Regions from separate parts of the Zea mays genome. Here region 2 is linked to region 1. The links are chromatin contacts, called in public Hi-C maps. All regions are on one chromosome and are shown on one strand. The core of a region is the stretch at or near the end of the contact, and the rest is flanking DNA. Distances in the headings are between cores, read along the strand shown.

Region 1 (7,970 bases), core at 3,925-6,424:
CGACCTGGGCGCGGGACGAACACGAAGGCCGCGGGATTCCCACCTCTCTCGCGCCGGTCTCCGGCCGCCTCGCTCCTTTCCCCCCTTCGCGCTCGCCCACGCGCTCGACCCATCTGGGCTGGGGCACGCGGCACTCACTCGTCGGCCTGAGGGACCCCCCGGTCTCAAAACGCCGACAAATACTGCACCAAACATTTTGATTAACATGTGCTTGAAAAAAAATCCAGGTCAGAAATATGCCCATATATAAGAGAAGATAATCTGATGTTCAGGCTACCACCAATTCACCAGAGAACAGGAAATCATGAAAGCAAGGCACAACAGAATGCACACCGCGAGCATAAAAGCAGTTCTGTTATTTGGAGCCCACGTTACACTATATGCATGCTCTCATAACATAGGATCAATAGATGCTCATGGCCTCGAACGAAACCGGCAACGGACACGCACAATTGCAACAGCCCGAACTGAGTACTCGAGACACGATCACACGACACTGCATTTATTCCAACTGAATCATGTGTCTAGGCTACATATGTGACACCTATACACATACAGCCTGGAAATCATACAGCCGATAAAAATCTGAGATCTGAAAATGAAGTAACCTAAGGTAAACATATCAAAGGCTAGGTACTATGAGCACAAACTGAACATTATATTGCAAATTAGTAAACATTATGAGCGAGCTTCAGTTGCAAAGGCGCAAGTTTCAGTTCTAAAGGGAAAAAATGAGCGAGTTGACATACTTTTAGACCAACAAGTTATTTGGAAAAATCAATAAATCTGATTCGAACTATTTGGATCTAGGACATGTACGGATGGATAACAATAAGAACTATCGAAACTATTTAAATAACTGTATTTTTATCTATTAATTTTTTTTGCAATGATGTTATCTAAAAAAGCTTGCCTTAATTTACTTTCTTTGTGCACTACTACCATAATATAATAGATACCATTTAAGCAAAACTGTACCTATTATTTGACATTAGGAAGCAAACATTAGTTGTCCCCAATGAGCTAACCTGACTGCAGTCCAACACTGATTTAGAACAGTTAACCAAATGAAAAACTTGCATTGGAGGTGCAGCCCAAAACTTCCAGATTTATGTCAGATTTTAGAGAACATGTACAAATTTTTTCTCTGAGACAGTTAGTCGCAGATTACAATGGTTGGGTGTGCGATCCCATTTTCTATGCGCATTAGTGGACCCGTGCAAAAGGTGACGAGGAACCGGTTGCACTTCAAGCTGTTGAGTTCTGGAGCGCTATCTGTGATGAAGAGATTGCACTCCAAGATGAACATGAGGGATCTGAGGATGGCAACTCTGCTATACACTTCCGCTTTATTGAAAAGGCCCTCCCTTTACTTGTTCCGTTGCTGCTAGAAACTTTGTTGAAGCAAGAGGAAGATCAAGATCAAGATGATAATGCTTGGAATATTTCTCTGAGTGGTGGGACATGCCCTGGACTCATTTCTAGAACTGTTGGTGATGCAGTTGTCCCTCTTGTGATGCCATTTGTCGAGACCAACATCACAAAGCCTGATTGGCATTGTCGTGGGGCAGCTAGCTTTGCATTTGGTTCTATCCTTGAAGGCCCTTCTGTTGGGAAACTTGCTCCACTGGTCCAGGCTGGTCTTGATTTTTTGCTCAACACGATGAATGATGCAAATAGCCAGGTAAAAGATACTACTGCTTGGACTCTTGAGAGAGTATTTGAGCTCTTGCATTCTCCAGCCGGTATAAACTCAATCATAAATGGTTCAAACCTTCCTCGTATAAACTCAATCATAAAGCCGCGTCGCTGTTGCCACGCAATTATTTGGCTCGTTGTGTTGTGCTGTCCTGCAAGTCCTTGTTGGCTGGGGACGGGAACATGTTTATTACTGGCGGCTAATGAGACGCTGTCTGCAGCCCAGAATCCACTAACGCTGGCGAAACGCATACGCAAACTCTAGCTCCGACCATAAGTGGATGGATCTTTGTAGGGCGAAGGTTGTACCGTCGGAGATCCTGATCTTCCGGTGAGTGAGACACGTCCACTTTGCTAATCACGTGCAGGTTGTACCGTCAAAGTTATGTTTAAATTAGTGAACAGATCAATGTATTACGTATTCCTTTTAATGAAAGCACTAAAAATTCAATCAGTAAAATTAAACAAAGCCAACCAGGAGACAGTTTCAACAGCAGAGGCTAGGAAACAGCTTGATACCTTCACCGTAAGGGGACACACGAGTGGTGATGTGGAGAACCTTAGTAGGGATCCTGACAGGCCCCTTAACCCTCAAATGCTTGTCCTTGGCTCCCTTTACCAAATCCGCACAATCTGAAATGTACCAGAAATCGCACAAATTTGTCACTTCAATAATTCATTGAAAATAACTCTGCAACGACAGTCCAATACTATGGTGTAGCCATCCAACTGGGCAATACAAATCCGTCATACGCAATCATGCATGCCATCCACCTCTGCATGAGCCGCAGACTCGTGAACGACAAGCCTTAATCACAGTCACACCTACAGTCTAAAATAAGTGCTCAACCAACCAACCCACATTGCTCCTATGTCGTGCTATATCAATGCATTGGACCATTTTACAATTTAGTTTAAAATATTTTCAAATGATAAAAGGTTTTGATGGAGCCAGCTGTATTGAACCGTACAAGAGTTGCATTGGACAAGAAAAACATGATGCCTATGTAAGTTATATTATAAACAATAGTTAACACAAGATTTCGCTATCAAATTTATGAACGTTATTTAGTCGTATGTTGAATATAGCTTCAGGTTGTTCGACGACTATAGTGATGAAGATTTTTATGGGCTACAACGGAAGTATAGTATTGTCGCTCGAGTTGAAGTTAAATTCCCGATTGGCTTAAAAGGGTATTTTCTCAACACTATGTTCTCAACAGTTTAAATTTTTTCTATGATAACCATTGTATATAATATAGTTAGCCAAACATTATTCTGTAGGGTTAATATCAACTACTTCGTTCTATAAGTTATGGTCATGTGGGGGAGTGCTAGACGAATGGAATTTGATAGGGTGAGTGGAGTACGTTTGTTTCATGTTAAAACATATATTTCAGTTACATAATATAAATTTTTGATGTTTTGTTCTCTTATGTCTTTGTGTGTAGGATGCAAAGATTCTTCGAAGGAACTTTGTAATTGATCTATTAAGTTACGAGGACAATTCATGCCGCTATGCCATCCCGCCAAACATACAACAACGACTTATCAATATCGCTAAAAAAGATTAGATTAATGTACGGTTGTCGATATATTTGCCTATTATTAAAAATTGTAAGACATCACATTTTTAATTGATGTTGCATCAATAAACAGGTTGATGTAGACCAATATGGTTTGTGTGTGGTTTACATGTTTTAAATATAAATATATGTGAGCAGCTAGCACATCTAAATGTCAAACAAATCCCTTTTGATCTTTGAGCTTACAAGTTTCTTCGATAAAAAAGTAATTTGATTACCAAGCAACTACTATAACTTTATGTATGCCAGACCTCTGAACTGAATGTTGTTTAAGTCTTTTGTGTGCATTGAGATATTAAGTTTATACAATTTGTATGCCTATATTCTACTATACTTGATTACATGTTCATGTCATACATCTTAGGACCTGGCAATCTATTTTGACCTGTATTGCTCTTCTTGTTTATAGGCACATGATGTTTCGGCGATTTTGAATTTTAGTGAGAATTGTACACCAGAATTTTTGACGCCTTACCTGGACAGAATCGTGAATAAATTACTTGTTATTCTTCATGTACGCAATTACTTGTGTTGAATTAGGTTTCAGGTTGCTTCAAATATATTTGTTATCATGGTTAGTAAACAATGCTAACTGCTCATGTTCATATTCTAGAATGGCAAGCAAATGGTGCACGGGGGAGCATTGACAGCTCTAGCGTCAGTAGCAGATTCATCACATGCGTTGTTCACTTGGGAGTTTTATGCATAGTGGATCTCTGTTATTGTGCATCATGGCCTCATGGGGTTGTCGTATTGTTGTAGCGCTTTCTAACTTACTCGTAATAACAACTTTATATATCATTTACATTGTTTTTTTGTTTGTCTATCTGATCATAAGTTTGTAGCAATAACATTTTTGTTTGTCCATTTACGTGGGGCAGCAGGCTGCTGCGCTCTTGGGAGAGCAGCCCGTCTACCACGTCGTACAATGTTCCATTGGCTGCGGGGCCGTCATGCCCCCAGTGGCGCTGCCCGGCAAGGAGGTTGGGTATTTGGGGGATTATCGGCCAAACATCATGGCTCCCGACGAAGCAGGGGCTACGACCAGCACGCTGGACGTTGCTGGGGGGCCGCCTGATGCTGGCGGCGGCTGCTGCCTGGAGGCAGCGGCAGAGCTCATGATCGTCGAGACCTTTGATACCAGATTGGTAGGAGCTGCGTTCTCTATGCTGATGATATGTTTCCGTTGCAACGCACGGGCACCCACCTATACATATATATGTCACCATTCTTTTTAAAAAGGTCCTCCAAGTCATTGCGTCAGCACTTCAGTCGCATATATAACCCATGACGTTAGAACCATTGATAGCGTTTGGTTTCCAAAGCTATATAGTTGGAAATAGAGCGGATCCATCCCTGACGGCGAGAAACTTGAATAGATTACGACAAAGGCGCAGGAGCGGTACACACACAGCAGCACATGACATTGCACACCGCACGCGTGCTTTCTCCTTTCATGTGACCTGGCGTCCTGCTTCGGCTTCCTAGTCGGCGATTCAGAACACTGCCTTCAACGTCTGAATGAATGAATTGGAAATGAAACACCAAGGCACGTGCTGCTGAGCACGTTGCCTGCACTGCTGGATGCACGCACACGTACGACACGAGGGCTTGACACGTTGCGTGCGTTGGTTAGCTAACCGAATCCCAGCCAGCGGTTTTGCCGCCATAAACGTGTGAAACAGGAGGCGTACGTCTGCTGCTTGGCGGCGCGACAACAACGACGACGAGGACGACGACAAGGGCGAAGTTTGGAATTGCTTCGCTCGGACGACCGTCGCCCTCGCTTTCCATTTCCAGTTTCCGACCTCCGTGTCCGTGTCCGTGTCTATATAAACGGCATCGCCCCGCGGCTTCTCACCCCCCTCCTCCTCCTTTCTCCCTCTCCTCGCCTCCTCTTCAACTTGAAGCAGCATCGTCAACCCTCAACAGCCCTTAATCTGGCTGGCTGGTAGCTTAATCTAGCTAGCTAGGCGGTGAACCTGATAATGTTCTTGGACTCCGGCAGCTTCTTCTTCAAGTTCAACACCGCCCCCGCGCAAGCGCTTCTCCTCCTCCACAGTAGGAAGAGCTTCTATTTCTGGATCTTCCACGTCTTCAACAGACACCCCCTCCTCCTGCTCCATTGCCATTAATCCAAACAATCGCCGCTAGCTAGCTAGCTCTAGTACTGTCGTCTACGCACACCAGCTGCTCCTAATCACCTGCCTGAAATATTTACCTGGCAGTTGACATTATATTCCAGGTCCGTTATTAGTGTTGGCCTGTTGGGTCGTCGTCGGCGGCAGCATTATTATGTTTGCTGCTGCTGCGGCCGCCGCCGCTTCTTCTTCCTCCTCTTCCTGTCCGTGATCGCGTCCCACATATAAGTACTCATCTTTCAGCTCTTTCTTACCATCCATATCCTGGCTAGCTGTTGCTGCCTGAACCAAAACACACACACACACAAAACACGCAATGGGCGCCATGACTCTGCCGCCCGGCTTCCGCTTCCACCCGACCGACGACGAGCTCGTGGGCTACTACCTCAAGAGGAAGGTGGACAACCTCAAGATCGATCTCGAGGTCATCCCCGTCGTCCATCTCTACAAATCCGAGCCATGGGAGCTACCAGGTGTGTCCTGTTGTTGATCTCGTTCCCAGAAACAAGCTAGTGAAAACACGAGATGCATGGTTGAAATGAACACAAAGGAACATGTTCGACGAATGTCACTTGGATTGAATCAGCTAGCACTAGCAGAATAGAAAGTAAAAAAGACCACCTCTCTCCCGGGCATCTGCCCCTTTTTTCTCTAGGCCGGTTTCAGATAAGAGTCGCCTTTTCAAAAGAAAGAAGCATGTTGCTCAGAGCAGAAAAAACGATACTCCTATATATATAAAAAAAGTGTTTTTTAATAAAGCTTCCTTTTTATCGAAAAAGGAAAATGATACTCCTATATATAAAAATGAGAGGACAATTATACTAGTTTTTACTCAAAGTTTGTACTGTGCGGTAGCAATTGATTACTGTAATTTGTATTACATTTACATGGATGATATATAATTATATTGCCGCCGCGTGTGCGTGCGTGCAGAGAAGTCGCTTCTGCCGAGGCGTGACCTGGAGTGGTTCTTCTTCTGCCCGCGCGACCGCAAGTACCCGAACGGGTCGCGAACCAACCGCGCCACGTCCACGGGGTACTGGAAGGCCACGGGCAAGGACCGCCGCATCGCCTGCGACGGCGGCGTCTACGGCCTCCGCAAGACGCTCGTCTTCTACCGCGGCCGCGCCCCGGGCGGCGAGCGCACCGCCTGGGTCATGCACGAGTACCGCCTCTGCCAGGACCTCGCCCACGGCACTTGCAACTTCATCGTTACGTCTTGTTTTCTTCTTTTTCTTTTCTTTTCTTCTCTTTTGTTATACATGCATGCATATATATATACCTATAACCGTTACGTTGTGTATCCTTTCGCTCTGCAGGGTGCTTACGCGCTTTGCCGCGTGATCAAGCGGCACGAGGGCGGGCTGCCGCAGGGCGAGAGCTACGCGAAAGGAGCCGCCGGCAGCGCGAGATCAGGGCAGATGAGCAAGGTCTCCAGCAGCTCGTCCCTCGTCAGCAACGACCAGCTCAGCGCGTCGTTCACCCCTCCTCCTACACTGGACGTGGGCACCATGGCTGGATCCGGCAACGCGTTCCAGGTACCACAAGGATCAAGAACCTCTCCCTAGTATATAGTAGAATGAAATGAATTGCACCTGATACGATTCTGCAGAGCCCCGTTGGGTACGGGTACGGCGTGACGACGACGGCGACGGCGACGGCCACCACTGCGGGGCTGCCGTCGAGCGCACTGGCCACGCCCCTGCTCATCGTGCCGTCTCCCCACGACACGTTTTCCATCGGCGGCGACGGCGACTTCCTCCCCGCCGCGGCCGAGTCGCGCGCGTTCGCACGCGCACCTGTTCGACACCGTGGGAATGGGGATGGGCGGCGTCTCGGAGCAGGAGCTGAAATGGGACAGCTTCGCCTGCCCAAGCACGTTCTCGAGTGGTAGGTGTACTACTCATCCTAGCCTGAAATGAAATCGCCTGTTTGTTGGTTACTCGATCGGTCGTGACCTCGACGGCGGCCCGGCCGGCCGTGCGTGTATGGACGTCTCTCTGCAGGTGCCGACATGGCGGCGGCGAGTCCGGCGACGCTGTGCCGGCAGGCGAGCGACGGCTTCGACGACCTGCTGGCGGCCTTCTTCTTCTCGGATGACAACAGGATCGTCTTCTGAACCCAATGCACAGCACAGGGGTAAATGCTGCTCTGATCAACTCAAGATGTTCATACTGGGAAATAAAAAGTGACCTCTGCTCTCCCAGAAATGGCGATTATATTTTTCACAGCCAGGGAAAGGGAGATACTACGTACTGGGGAGTTCACTCGTGTTGGCTACAGACAGAGTGATGGCATTTTATTTACCGTGCGGTCTTCTCTGTAGCACTGGTGCTGTGTACGACGGCCGTGTGTCACTTCTTCCTGAATTCTCATGCGTGTGTCATTTGCACCACCACCTACTACTAGTTACATGTACTAGCAGTAGTACTTGTGTGATTGACCTGCCCTGTTCTGTATACGACAGAGCTAATGCAGTATTGCCATGCTTTGTAGCCTTACTAACCATTCTTAATTCCATGGCATATCGTGTTAAAGCACACAT
Region 2 (7,970 bases), core at 2,503-5,002, 130 kb before region 1:
TTGGATCTTTGGAATTGAATTTCATTTTAATAATAGTAATTTAGTCACATATTAATTAAGCTAACATGGTTTTATACAAAATATATCTATATATACTATTATTATCAAAATATCGGAGATATTTATGTGCTATATTTTTACTATAGAGTAGTGAGCTGAAGAACGTCCTATATGTTGCAGAGTATAAATACATTCTACCGATACATAAAACCATTTCTCATTCTCCACCTCATAAATTTAAGATAGACTTATATCTAAAGTGATGGAATGTTAAATTTTAAGCCAAATAAGTTATTTTATTAAAGTAAATTCTAATTCCTCCAAAATGAATGGATCAAAACACTCCATAATTGATATGTTCCTAAATTATTATTATTAGAATGAAATTAAATTTCAATGATTCAAACTGGGTGAGAGATTTATCCCAGTGAGAAATAGAGATTAGGAAGAAATGTTTCCGTAAATGTTTATGAGGATTTTTCTAGATAAATTTTTTGGTCGTAGAGATATAAATAGGGAGGCACTGACGGAGAGTTTTCTGTTTCCATCCTATTCGGAATCACAGCGCTAGGTGCTCGCTGGCTATTGATGGGACCAGCCACAAGCCCACAACCGATTGCGAAACCGAGCGCTGACTTGAATTTAGCGCGGCTGCCACAGCCCACAGACTGTGGGGCCCGCTCGTAGTGACGTCGCGTCAGCTCTGACGGGTGGGCCTCTGCCGGAGCGAGAGGGTGAAGGCAAAGGTAACAGTGGGGCCCTGCGGAACAGAGAACAGCGCGGCGCTGCAGGAAGCCCACGTGTCGAGCCTGCGACAGCGACGTTTGAGACGCGTGTGGTCCCGGCATGCCATCTCATGGAGGCGATCGCCATTCTGCCCGCATGCTGCTGCCGCCCGCCGCTGCTGCGGTGCTGCCGGCTCGCGCTCGTGCGCTGTGTGCTCCGTTGCAGCCTTGCAGGCCTTGCAGGTTTTGCTTGCAGCTTTGCAACTCCCCCAGTAAAAAAGAAGGGCACCGGTCAGGAGACTCAGGACTCAGGATTGTTCTCAAAACGATTGTGTTCGGCAAGGATCAAAACAAGGAATTTATATGACTGTATGATTTAAAAGAATGAATTAGTTCGTCATATATATTTACTTCTTATTTTTAATAGAATATGTTGATGTATTGCCATCCTATTCCTCACAAACTAACAATACTAATAATTAGCACCCATTTACTTTAAATCATAAGTTATTCTAACTTTTTTAAATAGTCAAAACATCTTAAGTTTGACTAAATCTGTATAATATAATAATTATTATATGTTACTAAATAAGTATCTTTAGATTATATAATAAAATAACGATATTTATGATATTAAATAAATATAACTAGATTCGGTATTAATTATGTTTTTATAGTATGCTTATTTAGCATCACAAATCCTCATGATTTTCTCTATAGTTTTGGTGAGTTTTAGATGTTTTGACTTTTGACTCTTAAAGAAAATAGAATAATTTATAATTTAGGATATATAAAATATTATTACAAAAATAAAACCAACCTTCTCGAAGTTTGTCAACATTATTTTTTGACTCTTAAATTCGTACCAAACTCGTTGCATGTCGGAACATGAGCCCAAAAGAGGCACGCCAATGCCGTGCGTTCCATTGGTCTTGGTCTCCTTGCTCATTGCTCTCCCACTCCCTGATCCGAAGGTAACGCGAGTAGATCGTGTATAGTGGAAAAAATATTTTAGTATAAGATAGACAGTTTATAAAGTAGAATTTAAAATAAAAGATAAAAAAGAATAAACAGTTAGAGATAGACTAAACACTACTATATTTTATCCATCGTATAATTTTTTATTGGTGAACCTTTTTAATTTTAATTAAGTTTACAAAAAAATATTAACAATCTATATATCTTTAAATAAATGTAGTTTAAAAACAGAATCAATTGTCCATCTGAGAATCTTAATTATGTACTCTAGTTTTTAATATCCTTTTTTCTGTATTTTAGTTGTCTAAATTTAATATGATTGCAGATAACAAACTAATATAATACAAGTACATCAATATTTTTAGGATTTTATTATTTATCTTTATATTATGATCTATTACTTTTGTTTTTATCTAACTATAAAAATAATTGTTATTTTTTTTGCCAACACGGATCAGAGTCGTTGGGTTTGTGATTTTATCTAACAGATTTCTAACTAACCGCAAGTTATATATTATGTCTTACATAAATCAGAACGAATCAAAGCTATATAAAATACAGTATGTAACAACCTTCGTCCGTGAGAAAGCTAAAAATTCAAACACCAAGTTTTATGGAGTCCCATATTAATATTGTATTATATATTTAATTAAAAACAAATATATTTAATTTTAGGAGTCGAGATAAGGCTATCTCTAGCAGATATTTTATCCCATTTCTATGGCACCCGCTATTTTAAGCTTTACTCTGCGAATATTGTCAAACAGTGTCGTCTACAGTTTCACATTCGCTATTTTACACTACCTATTAGAGATAGTCGAAGGCTCACACGGTCACACCCACGCTCACACCCCCTTGCGAGCGCGTACGTTTGGTGACCGATGTCCTGCAACGGGGCATAGTCATGTTTAGTTGCATGTTTAGGTGCCAAAAAATCCCATGTATTTTCCGCCACACCTTTGTAAGGTTAGGCAATTAAATTATGTAGACACGTTTAAGGAAATTTTACCACACTTTATGCCACATTGACGAGCGGGGTCTATATAGGAGGAGAAAATTTTCGTCCCAATTGTGGTTACAAAACAAACACACACCTAACTCGATTAAACATATCTAATCTTAGATGTGACAAACTGTGGCAGGCGAGTCAGCGAACCAAACATGTCCTTTCGTTAATAAATACATTAATTGTGAAATTAATTTTTAAATTCAATTACGTGATAACAATATATATTATTGTACTATAAATATTGTAGTATTTTTAAAACTTTAAAACCTAATATAAACAGTCAAATAGTTCATTTGAAAATCAAAAGAGGAGCTAAGGAATGATTGGAGAAAAAGTGAGTGAAGAGTATTTGAGGAGGTATTTAAATATGAATGGAAAGCATGAATTTAAGATTTAAGGTGCGTGGATGGGGTGGGGACGGGAGCCACCCTCCACGTTTTTTATGGGAAACTGTTCATTTCAGTCAGACGAAATGACACACCACCTTAAATTGTACGAAATTTATTTAGAAAAGTAATAGTAATGGCACAAGATTTTTTAGAGGTATTTAGGACGTGTTTGGTGTGGCGCCTAAGCCGCCACATCGTGCCACACTTTTAAGCCACAAGTGTGGCGGCCAACCTTCCACGTTTTTTATGGGAAACCGTTCATTTCAGTCAGACGAAATGACACACCACCTTAAATTGTACGAAATTTATTTAGAAAAGTAATAGTAATGGCACGAGATTTTTTAGAGATATTTAAGGCGTGTTTGGGGCGGCGCCGCCACACCGCGCCACACTTTTAAGCCACAAGTGTGAACACTTGTGGCTTAAAAGTGTGGCATGTGACGGCTTAGGCGCCACACCAAACACACCCTTAGTTTTATTTTTATAAAAACGAAAGAAAGCCGGAGGTGGGGAGGCTTGGTGTTGCGGGCGCACCTACCTACCGGATCCCCACCCGGCAACCCCTGTGTACTGCCGCGCTTCTCTCGGTGCCCTGCCTCGTGCCTCCTACTCCCACCTTCATCAGGAGCTCAGTCTGCGGCTGCTGCTCCATTCCACACTACCCCGCGCTGGACTGGAGTCGAGTTGAGCTCACGCTCTCGCACACTCGCACTCCCATTCCCACTGGCCAGATTGATCTTGCTTCGCTAATCATCCTAGATCTCCATTCCCGCCCATGGGATGCTTCCAGTCGAAGGTGGCGGGGCCCCTGCCGCCCAACGACGCCGCCGCTCTCCCCGCCGACAAGCCTGCAGATCCTGGTAAGCGTCACGCCCCCGCCGCCGCCGCTTAAACCCTAACCCCGCCGAATCCATCTAATCCGCGGCGCGTGCTTGCGTCTGGCTGCTGTGTCCAATCGGATGGCAGAGGCGGCGAATGGCGGCGCCGACGGGGAAGGCGACGGTGACGACAAGGAGGCTGTGAAGCGCGCGGTGCCGGTGTTCAGGGAGTTTGCTCTGGCCGAGCTGCGCGCCGCCACCAAGGGATTCAGCGCCGACCTCATCGTCTCCGAGAGCGGCGAGAAGGCGCCCAACGCCGTCTACCGCGGCCGCCTCGACGGCGGGCGGCTCATCGCCGTCAAGCGCTTCTCGCGCCTCTCCTGGCCTGACCCGCAGCAGTTCCTCGTATGATTTGCGTTGCTTGCTTCGTCTGGTTTCCTCCCAGCTTGGATCTCGCAATGTGATGCAGTGTTGCTGCTGTTGCAGGCGGAGGCGGCGGGCGTTGGGAAGGTGCGGCACAAGCGCCTCGTCAACCTCATTGGCTGCTGCGCCGAGGGTGACGAGAGGCTGCTTGTCGCCGAGTACATGCCCAACGACACCCTGTCCAAGCATCTCTTCCACTGTACGTGCTCTCCACCTGCTAGGGATACTCCAGCATTTTTCTGTTATATACGGGCCTCGCGGGCTGGAGTTGTGTCGTCTACGGCTACGGTGACCGTGGGCGCATCACACCAACCCTGAATCTCAATCTCCTCTGCATTAACACAATGACTTAATGCGCCTTATGTCCTTCACCATTGCTGCATTTGACCTACACAGATCTTGCAAAAGTGTGGTTTGCCCGGACTAGGTGGGTGTGTCCTGTCCACCTTGTCTCCCTTGATTGACTCTGCTCTGCACTGCCTTTTTTCAGGGGATAAGCAGCCGTTACCATGGGAAATGAGGCTGAGGGTTGCATATTTCATTGCGCAAGCTCTCGACCATTGCAATGCTGAGAACAGGAAAATCTATCATGATTTGAATGCTTATAGGGTACTTTTTGATGAGGTACACAACAGGTTTGCTGACACCTCCTAGTTTTTACTACATTTTTTTTCTGCTGGCTTTTCCATTGTAACTACATTTTCTTCTGTGAAAATATTTTTTTTATCTGTAAGGTTTATGTTGGAATATTTTACTGTCATATGAAGTTGCCAATGTGATTTTTCACCTGTTATAATTGATTATCTTAGCTGCCTAAAGAATACCTCACCTGTTGTAATCAATTTCTATTCCCTATCAGGAAGGTGATCCCCGCTTGTCAAGTTTTGGATTAATGAAGAACAGCCGTGATGGGAAAAGTTATAGCACTAACCTGGCTTACACTCCACCAGAGTTTCTACGAACTGGTAAGACCCCCTTGGTGTTTACTGGTTACTATTACATTCTTGATTTGCCAATACCCTTGTTCGCACCCTGGTGTAGATCATTTGAGCTAATTATAAGCCTAATCAGTAAAAGCTAGATGAAGCTATAAGCTTTTGTGAGCTATTATGCCTCGTGAGAGTACAATTTTAAAACTTCTTGTTTCCTGATTGTTGTTGAATACATACTTTAGGTCATGGTAAATTCTTTGCAGGTTTATCGTCTATTGTTTTGTTCAAGTTTACAATACACTATTCACAGTAATACTGTTTACAATATGCTATTTTGGACTGCGCTGAATAATTTGTGCTTGCATTACAGGCAGAGTAATTCCGGAGAGTGTGATCTATAGCTATGGAACTGTCCTGTTGGATCTTTTGAGCGGAAAACACATTCCTCCTAGTCATGTATGCTTCCTTGCTTTTTTTCAAGAAGAATATGTTTCTGGAATATCTCTTAGCAATTTCCTTGCATCACACTGCCTTTTGGTACAATGTTTGTGATGATGGACTGCTGTGTGCATTGAACCATGAATTTGAACTGACAGCTGTTGCTCGGTGCTTCATTTTTCTAACATATGATGACCGCAGCATCATTAAACAGCTCTAGGTGTTTATTGCTATATGTCAGGATTTATTATGACAATGAGTTACCTTTTTTTGTGGAATTCTAGGCCCTAGATTTAATAAGGGGAAAGAATATACTGTTGCTGATGGATTCCTCCTTAGAAGGGCAGTATGCTAATGAAGATGCTTCGAAATTGGTTGATCTTGCATCAAAGTGTCTGCAATTTGAATCTAGGGATAGACCGAACATAAAGTATCTTCTGTCTTCTGTTGGTCCTCTTCAGAATCAAAAGGAGGTGACTAGCTGCAACACCTTTTTCCTGTTGTTCACCCCCCTTCATTGCTTCTAGTGACATCATCTATTCCTGTGATGAATTCATGCAGGTTGCATCACATGTGTTCATGGGTATTACAAAAGCCACATCAGTACTGCCAACCATTTGTTCTCCACTCAGAAAGGCCTGCACTGGTATGGATCTTTCAGCGGTGCATGATATTTTGCTCAAAACAGGTTATAAAGATGATGAGGGTGCAGAAAACGAGGTAACTAATAGTCAAATTTACATCTGACTTGTGCCATCGATTTGTGATCAATTTTCCTCAGTCCCCTCTTCCGTTTTGATTCATTTTTCCACTTGACTCAATTGATAACTTTTTCATAAAGGTTTATTTGTTGATTGTTTTCTTGTCGTAACTCTGTGTTCTTTCCACTCCGACCCTTTCATCATTGCATGGTTAGAAAAAATAAGAAACACCGCGGGTCAATTAGAATGTGAAATGTGTACATGTGACGTTTTCTCTTGGCTATGCACAGAAGTGGACTTATATAAATTGCAGCATGACTTGTTTAATCTGAAAGGCAAATAATTTTGCATGGATAACCACACATTTTATCAGTATTTAATTCAGAAGATTGTAATGCCGACTGGACTTTGGACTTGTCTTCACATATCATTTTGTGAGCAAAAATCTGATGTATGCTTTCAAATGTTTTTATTTGTGTCTGCACTTGCTCAAGTATTTTTAAATTATCAAGTCCTACTTGTTTTTTTAAGATGAGTCTATTTCGTCTGGTGCATGTTTTAAAAACTGAAGCTATCCTTTCAAGAATGGACCCAGCAAGTGCAAGAGATGCTGAACACAAAGAAGTTTGGTGACATTGCATTTAGAGACAAGGATTTTAAGACTGCAATTGACTACTACTCCAAGGTATCAACATCCCTGTTCTCCATTCATGCGTAATTATGGTAGGAAACTTATCACAGAGAGTCATCCGATGTAACTGTCAAACTGGTCACAAGTCAAAGCGGTTGGGCCCTTGCCCTGTTAGGCTGTTAGCTCAAGTACTTGGCAACACATGCTACACAATTTTACTTCCTTACTCTTGATCAAGACACCCCCAAAACATTGTATTTGTAGCTTATATGACAGAGCCTGTTTGCTCTAATGCAGCTAGTTGCGATGATGTCGACGCCTTCAGCTACGGTTTTTGTCAGGCGCAGTTTTTCCTACTTGATGAATGGGCAAGCAGAGCTCGCTCTACGGGACGCAATGCAAGCCCAGGTCTGCATGCCCGAGTGGCCTACGGCCTTCTACCTCCAGGCCCTGGCTCTTTCAAAGCTCGGCATGGAAACCGATGCCCAGGACATGCTCAACGATGGCGCCACGTTTGAGGCCAAGAAGCAGAACGGCTGGCGCAGTTAGGAGCCGACGACGAACAAAGTCTCTCTTCCAACGACTCCGTGCCGTTGCCCTTTGAGAGAAGAAGGTACAATGGCGAGTCTCCTCCAAATCAGTTCACTGGGACACGCCTGTTGCACTACTAGTAGTGGGATTGAAACGCACTGTTTTATCGTGCAATCTCCTCTCGAATGTCGGTAACGAGTGATGATCATGATCAGGGGTGGAAAAATAGGTCAGGGCCTTTGAACGCATAGCGTACTCTTCCGTGGGTTGCGCTTTGTGTTGCTGGCGATGGTGGCAGGATCTGCCTGATTGTTGCAACTGCAGTTGTAATTAAAGGGATGCTTTCTAACACCTTCTGGTTTTACGTGGAATCTTTGGGCCCCAGAGCACATGAG

The links. Hi-C and Micro-C count contacts between places; a contact is called where the count stands out from the background.
Region 2: a Hi-C map of leaf shows a contact between it and region 1, with 6 times the contacts expected there. The contact joins the promoter of LOC100282511 here to the promoter of LOC100857067 in region 1. A contact is called at or near these places in 9 of 25 Hi-C or Micro-C datasets (bundle sheath, ear, endosperm and 2 more).

Annotation. Positions count from the first base shown.
Region 1 is chr9:118,435,085-118,443,054 of Zm-B73-REFERENCE-NAM-5.0, reverse strand. LOC100857067 (NAC transcription factor) reads left to right here and starts at 5,174. Exons shown (of 5, transcript NM_001371429.1): 1 at 5,174-5,822; 2 at 6,361-6,636; 3 at 6,745-6,963; 4 at 7,038-7,315; 5 at 7,432-7,970. The coding sequence starts at 5,742. The coding sequence ends at 7,525.
Region 2 is chr9:118,565,481-118,573,450 of Zm-B73-REFERENCE-NAM-5.0, reverse strand. LOC100282511 (ATP binding protein) reads left to right here and starts at 3,752. Exons shown (of 10, transcript NM_001155420.2): 1 at 3,752-3,961; 2 at 4,068-4,324; 3 at 4,406-4,541; 4 at 4,833-4,966; 5 at 5,202-5,307; 6 at 5,645-5,730; 7 at 5,997-6,185; 8 at 6,274-6,432; 9 at 6,985-7,098; 10 at 7,342-7,970. The coding sequence starts at 3,877. The coding sequence ends at 7,593.